3 separate regions of the Mus musculus genome follow, and regions 2 and 3 are each linked to region 1. Evidence: chromatin contacts called from public Hi-C and promoter capture Hi-C data. All regions are on one chromosome and are shown on one strand. The core of a region is the stretch at or near the end of the contact, and the rest is flanking DNA. Distances in the headings are between cores, read along the strand shown. Region 1 holds the start of Aamp (angio-associated migratory protein). Region 2 holds the start of Cnppd1 (cyclin Pas1/PHO80 domain containing 1). Region 3 overlaps Wnt10a (wingless-type MMTV integration site family, member 10A).

Region 1 (4,010 bases), core at 413-2,912:
TACTTTAGTGAGTGATAATCAGTAATATGTATTAAGGCCAGAATCAGATCCACAGAATTCACAGAAACACGTCTAGCTTCTACACAACGCAATCTGACACTTAATTACTGGGATTGGAATGTGACCCCTGCTCCCAAAGGGAAGGATGAATCCAGTGACTCAAATTCAAATCAGATCAGCTCAATTTGCTCCACAGAAAAGCCACTATCCCCCAATTTTACATATTTTTCCACCCTAGCCCCCCCCCCCCTTCTGAGAGTCCATCCCTTGACTCCAGCAATTTCCTTCCCTTGGATTCAGCTCTCCACCCGCATTTCAGAGAAGTTTCTAGGTCCCCACACCTTTCAATGCACTCCCCACTGGTAGGCAAAGGGAGCAGTTAAACTCACCAGGCTAGCCCCACGGCTTTCATGGGGTTCTTGCCCCTCTTTCTGGGAATGTATTCTAGCTCAGGGGAGAGGGGCTCGGGCTCCTCCTTGCATTCTGGTGAGCTGTGGCTCTGCAGTGCTCTGGTCCTGTTCTGGGAAGCCTTGTTAGCTGTGGCTCCAGAGAGGATCCCTGTGAATGAAAGTATGGCATGTCAGTATGGGAGATGAGGAAGGGGAGTGACTGCAGTCTGGAGTAACAAGTGCAGTGAAGAATCTAAAGAGAAATGGGAAAATCGCCATCGGGTGACACCTTTGGAAGGCTACTTAAACGTCACTGCGGGCTCCTCACCCTGGTGCCAAGGCAGTGAGCTTCGCTGCTGTTCTATTCAGAAGTCAGGCTGGGAAGGACTGCAGAGGAACTCACCGGAGACATACGTATGAAGGAAATCCGGGGAACTGTTTTAAAACTGCAGGACCTTAAGCTATCCTTAAGGATAACTAACTCCATCCCGTCGAAGAGGAAGCTGAAGCCCGAAGACGAGCTGCTTCGCACAAGGTCAAACCGCTAATTACTCAGTGCTAGAACTCAAGCCTCCAGATGCCCAGGGCTCTTTCCTCTGCACTGCGGTGAGTGTGAAACCCCTGGGGCGCGGGAGTCTAAAGGTTTCTTTGGTACCCTCTCTAGCAATAAGACCCTAGACACGCCGCGCAACCTAAACGCAGGAGTTGGACTGGGTGACCTCTAGAGCATCTTTTCACCCCCAGACTCTCTAAGATCTTGCAGAGAGGTGTGGGCAGCAATTGGCATGCTGACTTCCTGCTGTCGCGCTGGGTGGGATATAAAGGAAACGGAATCTTTTAAAACCCTGCCCTCCCGAGGGTCCCTCTCCTTACCCCGGAGGACGCGGGCATTTCTCGCCCCCCGGCCCTTCAGCGCCGTAGCAGCTACCACCGCCGCCATGTTCGGGTCCCACCCCCCTTCACTGCGCTCCCCGTCGGGAATTGTAGTTTGCGTAAGGGGCCTCCCCCGCGCCTTCCGTCCTGCCTACAGAGCAAAAACTACATTTCCCAGAAGTCCGCGTAGCGGGCCCCGGAGAACTACTCCTCCCAGGAGACCCTGGAGGCGCGCACGCTCGCTTGTTTCCCTTCAGCTGGGGGCGGAGTCATGTAAGGTGGAGCTTGGGCTCTCCCGCCACGCCCCGGCCTGGTCATCCTAGTTCTGCCTTATGATTGGCGGCTCTGTTAGTCCACCACTGTCGCCATTGGCCCGGATGCCGTCGCTCTTTCGGCCGGGAGTCACCTACGCCTACTTCCTCCCGGGAGGAGGGGCTCGAGTTCCGCGTCGTCGCGCAGAGCTGACTCTGGGAGGCGTTTGGGCCCAGAGAAGTGGATCGGTAGCTTTCGCCGCATGGAGTCCGAATCGGAGAGCGGAGCGGCCGCTGACACCCCGCCTCTGGAGACTCTGAGCTTTCACGGAGATGAAGAGATCATTGAGGTGGTAGAGCTGGATCCAGGCCCGCCGGACCCGGGTGAGAACTGACGCTCCTGAGGCCACGGGACAAGAGGCGCTCACCCCTGGCCTCTGACCCCTGCTTCTCCCCAGTCCCCCCTCCCCCCTTCCCTACCGGTCGTTCCTACCGACATTTCTCTCCCAGACCTCCTCCCCTACCCCCCACCTTTAGTTTCTAGGCCTGGCTGGGTGGGGGTTCCCTGACGCCTCCCCTAGCCCTTCCCCTCACACACCCCCTTCCCATCATGCCCTCTGTCCTCTCTTCCCACACGGTCGCTGGCCAACACCAGATCTTCAGACCTAGCCTCTCTCCCCCTCCCCGCCCCCCAAGTGCTCTCTTCCTGCTCGGTACGTGTGAGACAACATCTTAACCTTTGGCCACACGACCCACCCTAGCTTCACCTTTTTCATTCTTTAACCCTTACCCCATTCCTTGTATTATCTTTGGAGCTCCATCTTTTAACGCTTCTCTCAAAGCAGATGATCTGGCCCAGGAGATGGAAGACGTGGACTTTGAGGAAGAGGAAGAAGAAGAAGAGGGCAATGACGAGGGCTGGGTCTTGGAACCCCAGGAAGGGGTGGTCGGTAGCATGGAGGGCCCGGATGATAGTGAGGTCACCTTTGCATTGCACTCAGGTAGGCCTTTGAACATCTCAGATCAGTGCAGATGGGCTTTTGAGTATGGCCTGTTGGTCCTAGGCAGCTATTATAAGAGACCAAAGTGAAAGCCACCTACTTTGGCCTGCAGGATATTCAAAGGAAGGGCCATAGGGCACTGGGGTTAAGTGTGACCCCTGGGTTCAAATCCTACCTCTGCTGTTTAGCAGTCTGTCAGCTTTGTTAGCTTTCTGGATCTTGGTATTCTTTAAAATATATATATATATATATATATATATAAAATCTTGTATGAAAGTGAATGGAAGTAACCTAAGTGGAAATTAAAGGTAGTTTACATTCCAGAAGGGGCATTAATAATAATCTCGGATGCCAGCCTCATGAAACTCTCATAACTTAATTCATACCTAGCCTGGTATGGCCTGTCCTGTCAGCTGTGCACCTCAGAGAACGTGGTAAGGGGAACAGCACAGCAGGGGGCTATGCTCCAGAGGAGGTCACAGCTCTGTGGGCTCTGGAAGGGTTTCTCTAACAACCTGAGGCTCCAGACAAGAACTGGATGCAGCTGTCCCAGGAAAGAGCAGCTATGGCTTTGGGGAAAAAGGGAGTGTGCTTCCTGAAGGTTCTGAAAGACAGAGCTCTAGGTGAGAACCCGGTTCCATCCCCATTCTCATGGACTATGTCTTGGGACAGCGTCTGTGTTCTGTGTGAGCCTGGACCCCAAAACCAACACCTTGGCAGTGACAGGGGGCGAAGACGACAAGGCCTTCGTGTGGAGGCTCGGTGATGGAGAGCTGCTCTTTGAGTGTGCAGGTGAGAGGCTGGGGAGGTTGTGTTCCTTTGGATGTCCTGGCAGGGGGCCCCTGAGAATACCCAGCTGCCGTTTACCAGCCTCTGTCTTGTGCCGGATTCAGGGACCCACAATGGAAGAACTGTTTGGCAGGCATTTGGACAGGACATGCTAATAGGCCAAGAGAGGCTGGCTGAGATGAGCATGGTGCTGGGGTAGGAGTAGACAGAGGCACAGAGAAGATAGGCTCTGGTTGCTTAACAGTGGGGCCAGTAGTATCTGTTCTTGGGAAACGGGAGTGCTAGTCCCTGGAGCTGCAGCAAGTTTGGCCCCCTTCTTTGCTGAGGTCCTCCTACTTTCTTTTCTGCTCAGTTGCCTTTAAACAGTGACTAGATGCATGGGTCACTTGTCCCCAACATTTAGGTATTTTTTAATGTTCTTTTTTGCCACCTTTTTAAAGGTTATATAGTTGGGTTGGCCTTGGATGTTGGCAAGGCTGGCCTCAAACTTGGTACATCTCTTAGGCAAACTTGAGTTTAAAACCTGCCTACTTCTCTTTGCTGCAGGCCACAAAGACTCTGTGACATGCGCTGGTTTCAGTCACGATTCCACCCTAGTGGCCACAGGGGACATGAGTGGTCTTTTGAAAGTATGGCAGGTAGACACCAAGGAAGAAGTCTGGTCCTTTGAAGCAGGAGACCTGGAGGTGAGATCCTTGGAGTGAGCT
Region 2 (4,010 bases), core at 882-3,381, 860 kb before region 1:
ATACCCTCTTCCCCCATCTGCTATCCTCCTCCCAGGTGAGTAACTAACAAAGAAAACACAGTCTTTCCTTTGGGTCAACCCAGGAAAAGAAGACTAGACAGGGCTTTGGAAAGAGCAGGAATGAGCTCCACTCACAGACAATGTAGGAAATCATAACTCCCGGAACATAGTGTCCCAACACAGCCAGCACAGCACAGGCAGCGCAGCCCCGAGCGCAGAACTGCAGGGAAGAGCACAGGAGCAGTGAAGAACACAGGCTTACACCATGTGCACAGTCACCAGGGGAGAAACTATTCATGTGGTGGAAAAAAATGGGAACCAGTTGAGGAAATTTACAACAGTCACTGCACGCGTCACTCTCTCCCAGCCCGACTCCTGCAACCATTTCAGGATGGGGTTTACCTGAGCTGGATTCTGCCTCTTGTACTGCAACAGCTCTTGCAGGTGAATCTGGAAGGTGAGCCAGCTCTCAGCCAGGTATCTGCACAACTCGGGCACACTCAGCAGGTGCGGCTGGGCGCCTGACCCCGCACCCTCACTGGGGAGACATGACATGACCCCTGGAGGCCTCAGAAACCAGCTAAGACACTCAAGTCACTTTGAGACTGCTGATGAGATCTCACTCTGGAGGCCCCACCTCCCCCAAAGGAAGGCATCCTCATCCTGGGATGTAAATTCCCAGGGTACTCAACCCTCTACCTCCACGGGAGAAGGAACACAGCGTTTGCATACAAAGAAGCCTAGAGCCAGGCATACTTTTGCTTGCTGTAAGTCCCTTCATTACACTGGGCCTATGCCTGCACAAGCCACAGCCCTGCTCCTCTTTGAGCTGAGCACAGCAAGCAGACCACATTTGGGCATCTTCTTTAAAAGGTGGCCTATACTCACCTGTCAGAGTGTGGTTCTTCAGGGGGTGGTGCTATGGAGAAAAGGGTGTGGGGTAAGTTAAGAATACAAGAAGCACTTAGAGACAGATCCAAAGTCAGAAAGAGCTGCCTCTCTTTAACATTCTTGGTCTCAATTTTTCAGTAATCCCTCTGTCTCTCGCTTCCAGGCCTGAACCACTATGTGAAGTCCAGAGCATTCCCTTTACCCACCAACTACAAGGTGTACGATATGCTGTTTCTGAACCCAGCTTTAAATGCTATATAGTTTTGACTACTAAACTCACAAGAACATTAATTTTGGAAAAGAAACAATTCTCATTTCAGGCAATTTTCTTAAAAAAAAAAAAAAAAAAAAAAAAAACGATGGAAGGGCATACAGGATGCCTTAGGAGATAAATGGCCTTCCTGTGCCTCCCCTCAAGTAGCAGGGTGATGCACGGAGCAGGTGCATACAGTGCATGTGGAATGAAGAAACTCACCTGAAACGTCAGGGAGAAAGCGAGGATGCCAGAGATCCAGTAGAAAATAGGTCAAAAGTGAGATGCTGAGCAGGAAGAAGGGCCGGAGGGACGACGAAGACAACAACCTTAGGGAGACAGGCATCTCAGTTGAGGCTCCCAAATCCATCGAAAATCACAGAAAGACCCATGGATGGGGAGATGGCCCTCTAAGCCTCACCCAGTCACTAAGAGACTAAAAAATGGGGCCACCTGGTGCAGGATCACCGCCCCAGACGCTGACAGCCCTCCAAGGGAGGGAGCACCCGGTCCTCCCGCCCCCGCTCTCCCGCGCAGCCCGGCCCCGCCCCCTCCTCCGTGGCCGTTACCAGAAGAGGCCGTTGAGTGTGGCCGCCGTGACCAGGCTGTGCAGCGGCTTCTCCCAAACCAGCAGTCGCTGTGCGGCCGCCAGCACCGCCTCCCAGCCGCGGAGCCGCAGCCACAGGGACGTAGCTAAACGTCCCACTGCCTCGGCTGCGGCCGCCTCCTCCTCCGCGTCGCCAGTGGCCTCACCCATGCCGAGGCTCAGCCCCAGGCCCAGGCCCAGCCCCGAGGTGCCACCCGCGCCGGTGTTACCGCCACCGCTGCTCGCCATCACCGCGCCGCAGCCGCTGCCCGAGCCCGCGAGGAGCCAGGGCTGCGCGGCCGCCGCCGGGGGCGCGTCAGACGGAAGGGGGCGCACGCACGGGCGAGCAAAAAAACCTGCGGTCAAGCGTCACGTGATGAAGCGCGATGCCACGTGACGTGCCCTAACAGCCCGGATGGGACGCCCGCGCGTGCGCGTTGGCCGCTGTCGTGATCCTGCACCCACGAAGGTGTGCTTCCAGGGTGCTGGAGGGGTGATCCGGGGCGGGCGTTGAGGCTGCGAGGCCTGAGGTCTTCTCCCGGTGTTTACAGGGCGGCTGGAGACCTCTTTGTCGCGTGAGGCACTGCCCAGAGGCAGTGAGTGGGCTTTCAGGCCCCCAGGATCTTGACTACAATCTGCTTGGGATCGGGAAGGGCGGTGCCATCCCCATTACTCAACCCTCTTCGCCTCCAGTCCCCTCCCCTCAGCGGATAAACAAACACCAGCGCGTGACTTTAATGACTTCAAAGCAGCTTCACCAACTTCGAAAAGTTGTTTCTTCCTTCTTGGAGCGTCGGCCCTCTCTCTTCCCAAAATCTCTCAGCCGCAAATTGTGTGGAAGGAGTGTTTGGAAATAAAACATCCAGGCGCTGTTTGCTTTGGGGAGACCTGTTTAACATCGTACATTGAGGCTTTATATCTTTTGAGATCATTTAATTGCTGGAGTAACCATACAGAATACAGTATGTATTCGAGTGTTACAGTTTCAAACTTCTAAGGGGCATAAAGATTCAACAGATTCCCTCCCACCTTGTTCACAGTTCTCCCACCTACGGTAAGTTTCTTGTTCATCTTTCCTGGGCATTGCTGATTGAGTGCGTCTTCCCTAAAACCCAGGAAACAACTCGCCGCGTTGCCTTTGTGTTAGGCTCGTTACTATCTGTACCACGACTACAAAGCCTGGTCAGCGCGTTCACCCTTGGTGTGTCGCGGTCCCCTGGGAACCGTATTACAATTGCCCCCGGTGCTCATAGCTCCGGAGACCCGGAGCTCTCAGGTTGGGCAAGGCAGGAGGCACTTCCTGCCGGGCGCGCAGACTCGTCGGTGACACTCACTCCCGCAGCTTATAAACGCCTAGCGAACGCGGCACGGGCTGAGAACACTGCTGGCCCTCGTACCTCCTGGTTCGCCTGGTGAGCGCCGCGCCTGTCGTCGGGCGCCGGGAGGCCCAGTCGCACGCGGAACAGGAAGAGGCGTCCCACGGCCGCCTGCGAGAAGGGAGGAGGCTGCGCGCAGTCGGGCGGTGGCCCTTTCGGGAGAGGTGGGCCAACGGGTGAGCACGGCTCTGGGGTCACTTACGATTCCTTCCCTTTCCCTCCACCTTCGCAGGGTGGCGGCTGACAGTGCGATGGACCTGACTGGGCTCCTGCTGGACGAAGAAGGCGCCTTCTCCCTCACCGGTTTCCAAGACTTCATGGTGAGAGGTCCGCCTGTTCTCTGCCTCTGGGAGTCAGAACTCCCAGGCGTTCTCCTCCAGACCCGAGCGGAATGGGAGCTCTCTTACTTGTTATGCCCTGGAGTGGGCTATTGTTGAGAGCAATGCCACTTGGGCCTGAAGGCAAAGCCTCAGGTTATAAGAGGGGAACTGCTAGTGATTAGACTGGGGTCCCATCTGGTTTCTAGTTGTCTAGTCTTCTATTGGGAGCCCTCAGTGATGTCAGAAGCGGGCTTATTGTCTTTCTCCCACTGTGGACAAGACTAGGCTGCCATTAACAAATGATCTTGGGAACTCTGGGCTGGGTAGAGTATAGGCCCGGGTCAGTACCCAGGATTTCCACCAAACCTTCCCTGCCCTTCACCCTCCACTACTCCTGGCCCTGTTTCAGGTCCTTCCAGGACACCAAAAGCTAAGTGCTCGAATCCGAAGGAGACTCTATTATGGCTGGGACTTGGAGACAGACTGCAGCCTGGAGGAGCTCTCCAGCCCTGTGGCAGGTTAGACTGGTGATGGTGGTGGTGGTGGTGGTGGTGGTGGTGGTGGTGTGTGTGTGTGACTGAGCA
Region 3 (4,010 bases), core at 972-3,471, 520 kb before region 1:
AACCCAAGTCTCTACTGAGGTGACAGAACTGGAGAGAGCCCTACACCTTGGGCTTGCCCAGGGGCTACTAAAATGCCACAGTCACCCAGCAGGGAGCTGAGAGCAAGTGGGTCCAGTCTTCCATCTGGAGAGCAAACAGAGATGTATGGTTTCAGAGTCACCCCCTCAAGGGATAGGAGCAAGGAAACGTTGGGTGGGGGTTGGGTCTCTGTGCAAACTGGCCTTTGGAACAAGACTCGGTCTGAGCTTGGTTTATCAAGATGGATGCCACTAGGCGATACATGGAGACATCTATTAAGTGAAGGAGCTGAGCAATAGGCCTGGATGAGGTAGATAAACCTGTGTAAATCAGATCCTGGGGGCTCTGTTCTAGAAAGTCATCAGGCTTGAACCACAGGGAATACAAGCGTCCTAGTAGAAACATAAGAACCTAAGATGGTGGGGGGGGGGGTGTTCACCTGCTAACTGACATCTTCAGCTGAGGCTCTGGGGGAATGAGGGGCTCAGGATGGCTTCCTATGCACCCCTAGCTTTCCTGCCTAGACTCCAGAGCCCAGCTCCAGACGGTGAGTCTGCCACCACCCTATTCCCAGCCGCACCTCCTGGCCCCACCTGCTCCCTGGGGCGCTGGCTGGGTTGAGCTGAGTCTTGCCCGGGATTGCTTCCCTCAGAGTGCCTCCTGTCTCTGCCATCGGTTGCTGCTGGGCACAGCCACTCGTCCTGGCTTGTGGCAAAGGGCTCAGGTACAAAGTGGGCGGTTAGAATTCTGGCACTGAGGACTCTGGATCTCTGGGTCCTTCTAGACATCCCTACTGCTGTCATCCAAGCTCAGGCCTCAGCTAGGTATTAGCCGTGGTCCCCATAACCATAACGTTCTTTCTGACTATCATCCTTTTGGCCAGACCCCCACTCGTGTGGGAACCAGAGCACAACTGGTGTCTGCTTAAGAGTCTCTGCAGATTCCTCTTTAATAAAACCCAGTTCTTATGGCTACCCCATCCTCTGGTCGCTCTGATCAGCCCTTGAGTTTTATACTCCAAACACAGAAGCTGCTCTGCTGATCCTTCAGCAAGTGTAGGTCTCTCTCCCCTCAGAGTTATGGGTCTGGAAAGCCCTTCCCCACCTCCCTATGGCTCTCTCTCACCCTGCAGGTCACAGCTTGTCTATCACAATTCAGAAGTCTTCCTGGCTGACAGTTTTAGCGGGAAGGGGGAAGGGCTCTATTTCCCACAAATCAAAGTATACAAGGGGTCCTGATTAATTTTCCCCATAACCCATAACATTGCCTGGAATAACCTTGTTTGTGTGTTTACTGGTTTATTGTCCATGTCCCTTAATCAGCCTGTAGACTCCGGAGCTTCTTTTTCCCCAGAGAGTGTCTCAAAGAGAGCGCAAAAATAAATATCTGTTAAGTGAAAGACAGGAGCAGAGGTCTGGAGCCCTTAGAGTCACTTCAGCCCGATGACGGCCATTTCTGCCTTTTAGTTTTCTTCCCCGGTGCCCATCAGCTTCAGTGCATTGCCTATCACTCCTGGGGAAGGGAAGAAGAGATGACAGGAGGTAGGCATGCCAGGCTGGGCTGCTTTGGTGACCTGTCCTAGGGTGTGGAACAGTCTCCACTATCACCCCCAGCTGTCTGAGCTAGGAACAGAAAGAGGGGAACCTACAGAGGTGAGCGGAGGAATGTCAATCAGATCTGGACTGTCTGGTGATTGTAGACCCTCGGGGCTGTAAGAGCCAACCACCTCTCTCAGGAGCCAAGGCTGCTGCTTGCTGCCTGGCTCAGATCCGCTAGCGGCAGAAGCCAGGCACCAAGAGGACAACCATTCTTGAGACCCAGAGGAGCTTGGGTCTGCTCACTTGCAGACGCTGACCCACTCGGTGATGCGGCATTCTTCGCAGACCACGAAGCAGCACCAGTGGAACCGGCAGTGGCAGCGCTCGCTGCGCGTCTGGCGCAGAATGTTGTGGCCGCGGCCACAGCACATGCTGCCGCAGCCATCGGGACCCGTGCTGCTCTTATTGCACAGGCGGCCCACAGTGCCTGCCGAGTCCAGGCGCGGCTCGCGCTCACAGAAGTCGGGAGATTTCTCAAAGTAGACCAGGTCGGAGTGGCTGGCCCTGCGGCGCAGCCCTGGAGTGCCCGGTGCTGGCGAGGGTGCTCCCGCGGGGCCGGGCTCCAGCTGGCCACCGTTGCGGTTGTGCGGCCGGATGAGCGTGGCGCGGTGGAAGCGGTTGCGCAGCAGCGCCCCTACTGTGCGGAACTCAGGCGTCACCTGCCAGCAGGTCTTGAGCTGGCAGCTGCCTGAGGTGCCGTGGCATTTGCACTTACGCCGCATGTTCTCCATCACCGCCTGCAGAGGGAGGCACGGAGAGAGATGAGGAAGGCATCCGGTGTTCCAGCCCTCCTCCGGCCACAGTGGCTGGAAATCGGCTCCCATTGTACAGAAGCAAACACCGAGGTCTGAAGCTGGGGCTCAGAACTTCTTCTGCAGCCCTCCCTTTTACCACTTCCTATCCGGCTAGGCCCCCGGGGGAATTCCCTCCTTCCAGCTCCTTTCTCCCTTGCAAGCCTTTCTAGCAACTAACTGCGTGGGGGCCCTTGGGCCTGGGGGCTCTTGCTTCCTGAGCCCTGAAGATCCCAAATCTTCGGGGAAACTCCCTCTCCTTTCCCTGGAGCGGGGAGGTGCCTTCTCCCCTACATCCCAACCCCAAAGACTTTGGCCTCCCTCCAGGCAGTGAGTGAGAAAGCCCACCACCACCATCCCCAGTTGTACCCAATGGGTCTTTGCAGGGAGTTGAAAAGGGGAAAGGACAGAAAGTCCTGTCCTATTATACCAACTGGAGCTTACTCTGTTCATACTGAGTGACAACAGGTGCCAAGGATTCCCCAAATGCAGACCAGAACCTAGACAGCCAAATTGTCACCCCTATGGGAGCAGATGAGTCCAAGGTCTCTAAGGGAAGCCTGCTTGCCACTCACCCAGTATTCAACTTGTTCTCCTCCCATAGAACCCCTTAGTGTTACCCTCACCAGGCACCCCCTCCCCAACTGGAATTTGTCCACTTTCTCCAACCACCCCCATCTACCCACCCCCATTTCAAAAGAAATGGAAAAACAAGGTTCTTAAGGAAGGCAAGGCTCTGGGGCCTCCAAACCTGGTTAAGAAGGTCATAAGTGAGAAAACTCACTGTGTTGGGTTTTAGGGGGCTGTACAGCCTGTATGTGTGGCCTGTGGTGTCAACACCACGTGGGAACCCCCCTACTCCATCACCCCACTCCAACTCCCCCCCCCACACACCAACAGCCCCAGAACATCTGCTTCCCACAGGCTGCAGCCATTAATTAACCAGTTTAACAAGGACAAGGAGGAGGCACTTTTGGTCTGGGCTGGGGTTGGTATCAGGAGCTTGGGAAAGGAGTCCTATGCACAGGACCTGACTGGGTGGGAGCTGGATAGGACCGGAGGCTAAACCCATGCTTCAATTCCCCCTCACTCTAAGTCAAGATGGGAATTGCTGAATCAGCTGCGGAGAACAAAGATGAGCTGGAGTGGACTAAGAGGCCAAAGGGGAAAGAGCATAGACGAGGAAGCCCAAGAACTGGGCTGAGCGGGCAGACAGGGGAGGATGAGAGGAGGAATGAGTGCCAACTGCCAGGAAAGTGCTGAAATACAGCTCCATTGGCTGGGGATGGAGCCTGCCTCTCTGCCAGTCATCCCAGTGCCTTGCTTTCCACATCTGAGCACATGGTTATTAGGCGTGTTGACATCATAGGTACGCATAAGTAGGCTGAGAGCTCAGGACAAATGCCTAAACAGTAAGGTTTGATAAATTCAACCAACTATAATCCCAGCACTCGGGAGGCAGAGGCAGGCGGATTTCTGAGTTCGAGGCCAGCCTGGTCTACAAAGTGAGCTCCAGGACAGCCAGGGCTACACAGAGAAACCCTGTCTCGAAAAACCAAAAATAAAAAAAATAAAAAAAAATAAAAATAAAAATAAAAAAAA

Evidence for each region. A called contact is a pair of places that touch in the nucleus more often than the background predicts. Capture Hi-C pulls out chosen DNA fragments and counts their contacts.
Region 2: a promoter capture Hi-C map of liver shows a contact between it and region 1. The contact joins the promoter of Cnppd1 here to the promoter of Aamp in region 1. A contact is called at or near these places in 2 of 39 promoter capture datasets (liver and pre-B cells), 2 of 115 datasets of contacts at active chromatin or transcription factors (memory CD8 T cells and pancreatic cancer cells) and 1 of 9 other capture datasets (liver).
Region 3: a Hi-C map of CD8 T cells shows a contact between it and region 1, with 5 times the contacts expected there. The contact joins the enhancer-like site here to the promoter of Aamp in region 1. A contact is called at or near these places in 2 of 39 promoter capture datasets (liver and pre-B cells), 1 of 484 Hi-C or Micro-C datasets (CD8 T cells), 2 of 115 datasets of contacts at active chromatin or transcription factors (memory CD8 T cells and pancreatic cancer cells) and 2 of 9 other capture datasets (adipose tissue and liver).

The regions. Positions count from the first base shown.
Region 1 is chr1:74,282,390-74,286,399 of GRCm38.p6, reverse strand. It overlaps Aamp (angio-associated migratory protein), which reads left to right and starts at 1,662. Exons shown (of 11, transcript NM_146110.3): 1 at 1,662-1,897; 2 at 2,359-2,514; 3 at 3,187-3,306; 4 at 3,850-3,989. The coding sequence starts at 1,777. Pnkd (paroxysmal nonkinesiogenic dyskinesia) reads right to left here and starts at 1,366. Exons shown (of 10, transcript NM_001039509.1): 1 at 1,263-1,366; 2 at 390-558. The coding sequence starts at 1,329. Gm28364 (predicted gene 28364) reads right to left here. Exons shown (of 2, transcript NR_168296.1): 2 at 3,686-4,010.
Region 2 is chr1:75,140,832-75,144,841 of GRCm38.p6, reverse strand. Cnppd1 (cyclin Pas1/PHO80 domain containing 1) reads left to right here and starts at 2,131. Exons shown (of 10, transcript NM_026977.3): 1 at 2,131-2,199; 2 at 2,282-2,784; 3 at 3,339-3,426; 4 at 3,836-3,944. The coding sequence starts at 3,358. It overlaps Retreg2 (reticulophagy regulator family member 2), which reads right to left and starts at 2,056. Exons shown (of 9, transcript NM_170755.2): 1 at 1,714-2,056; 2 at 1,367-1,473; 3 at 889-919; 4 at 403-538; 5 at 136-220. The coding sequence starts at 1,979.
Region 3 is chr1:74,801,467-74,805,476 of GRCm38.p6, reverse strand. It overlaps Wnt10a (wingless-type MMTV integration site family, member 10A), which reads right to left. Exons shown (of 4, transcript NM_009518.2): 4 at 1,301-2,354. The coding sequence ends at 1,857. Among named protein-coding and RNA genes, the nearest start is that of Gm32099, 8.4 kb to the right of the region's middle. Within about 2 kb of position 2,221, at least 171 of the 459 cell types and tissues checked have an H3K27ac peak or open chromatin away from gene starts, as enhancers often do. A contact at or near this core is called in CD8 T cells, memory CD8 T cells and pre-B cells, where this site is marked.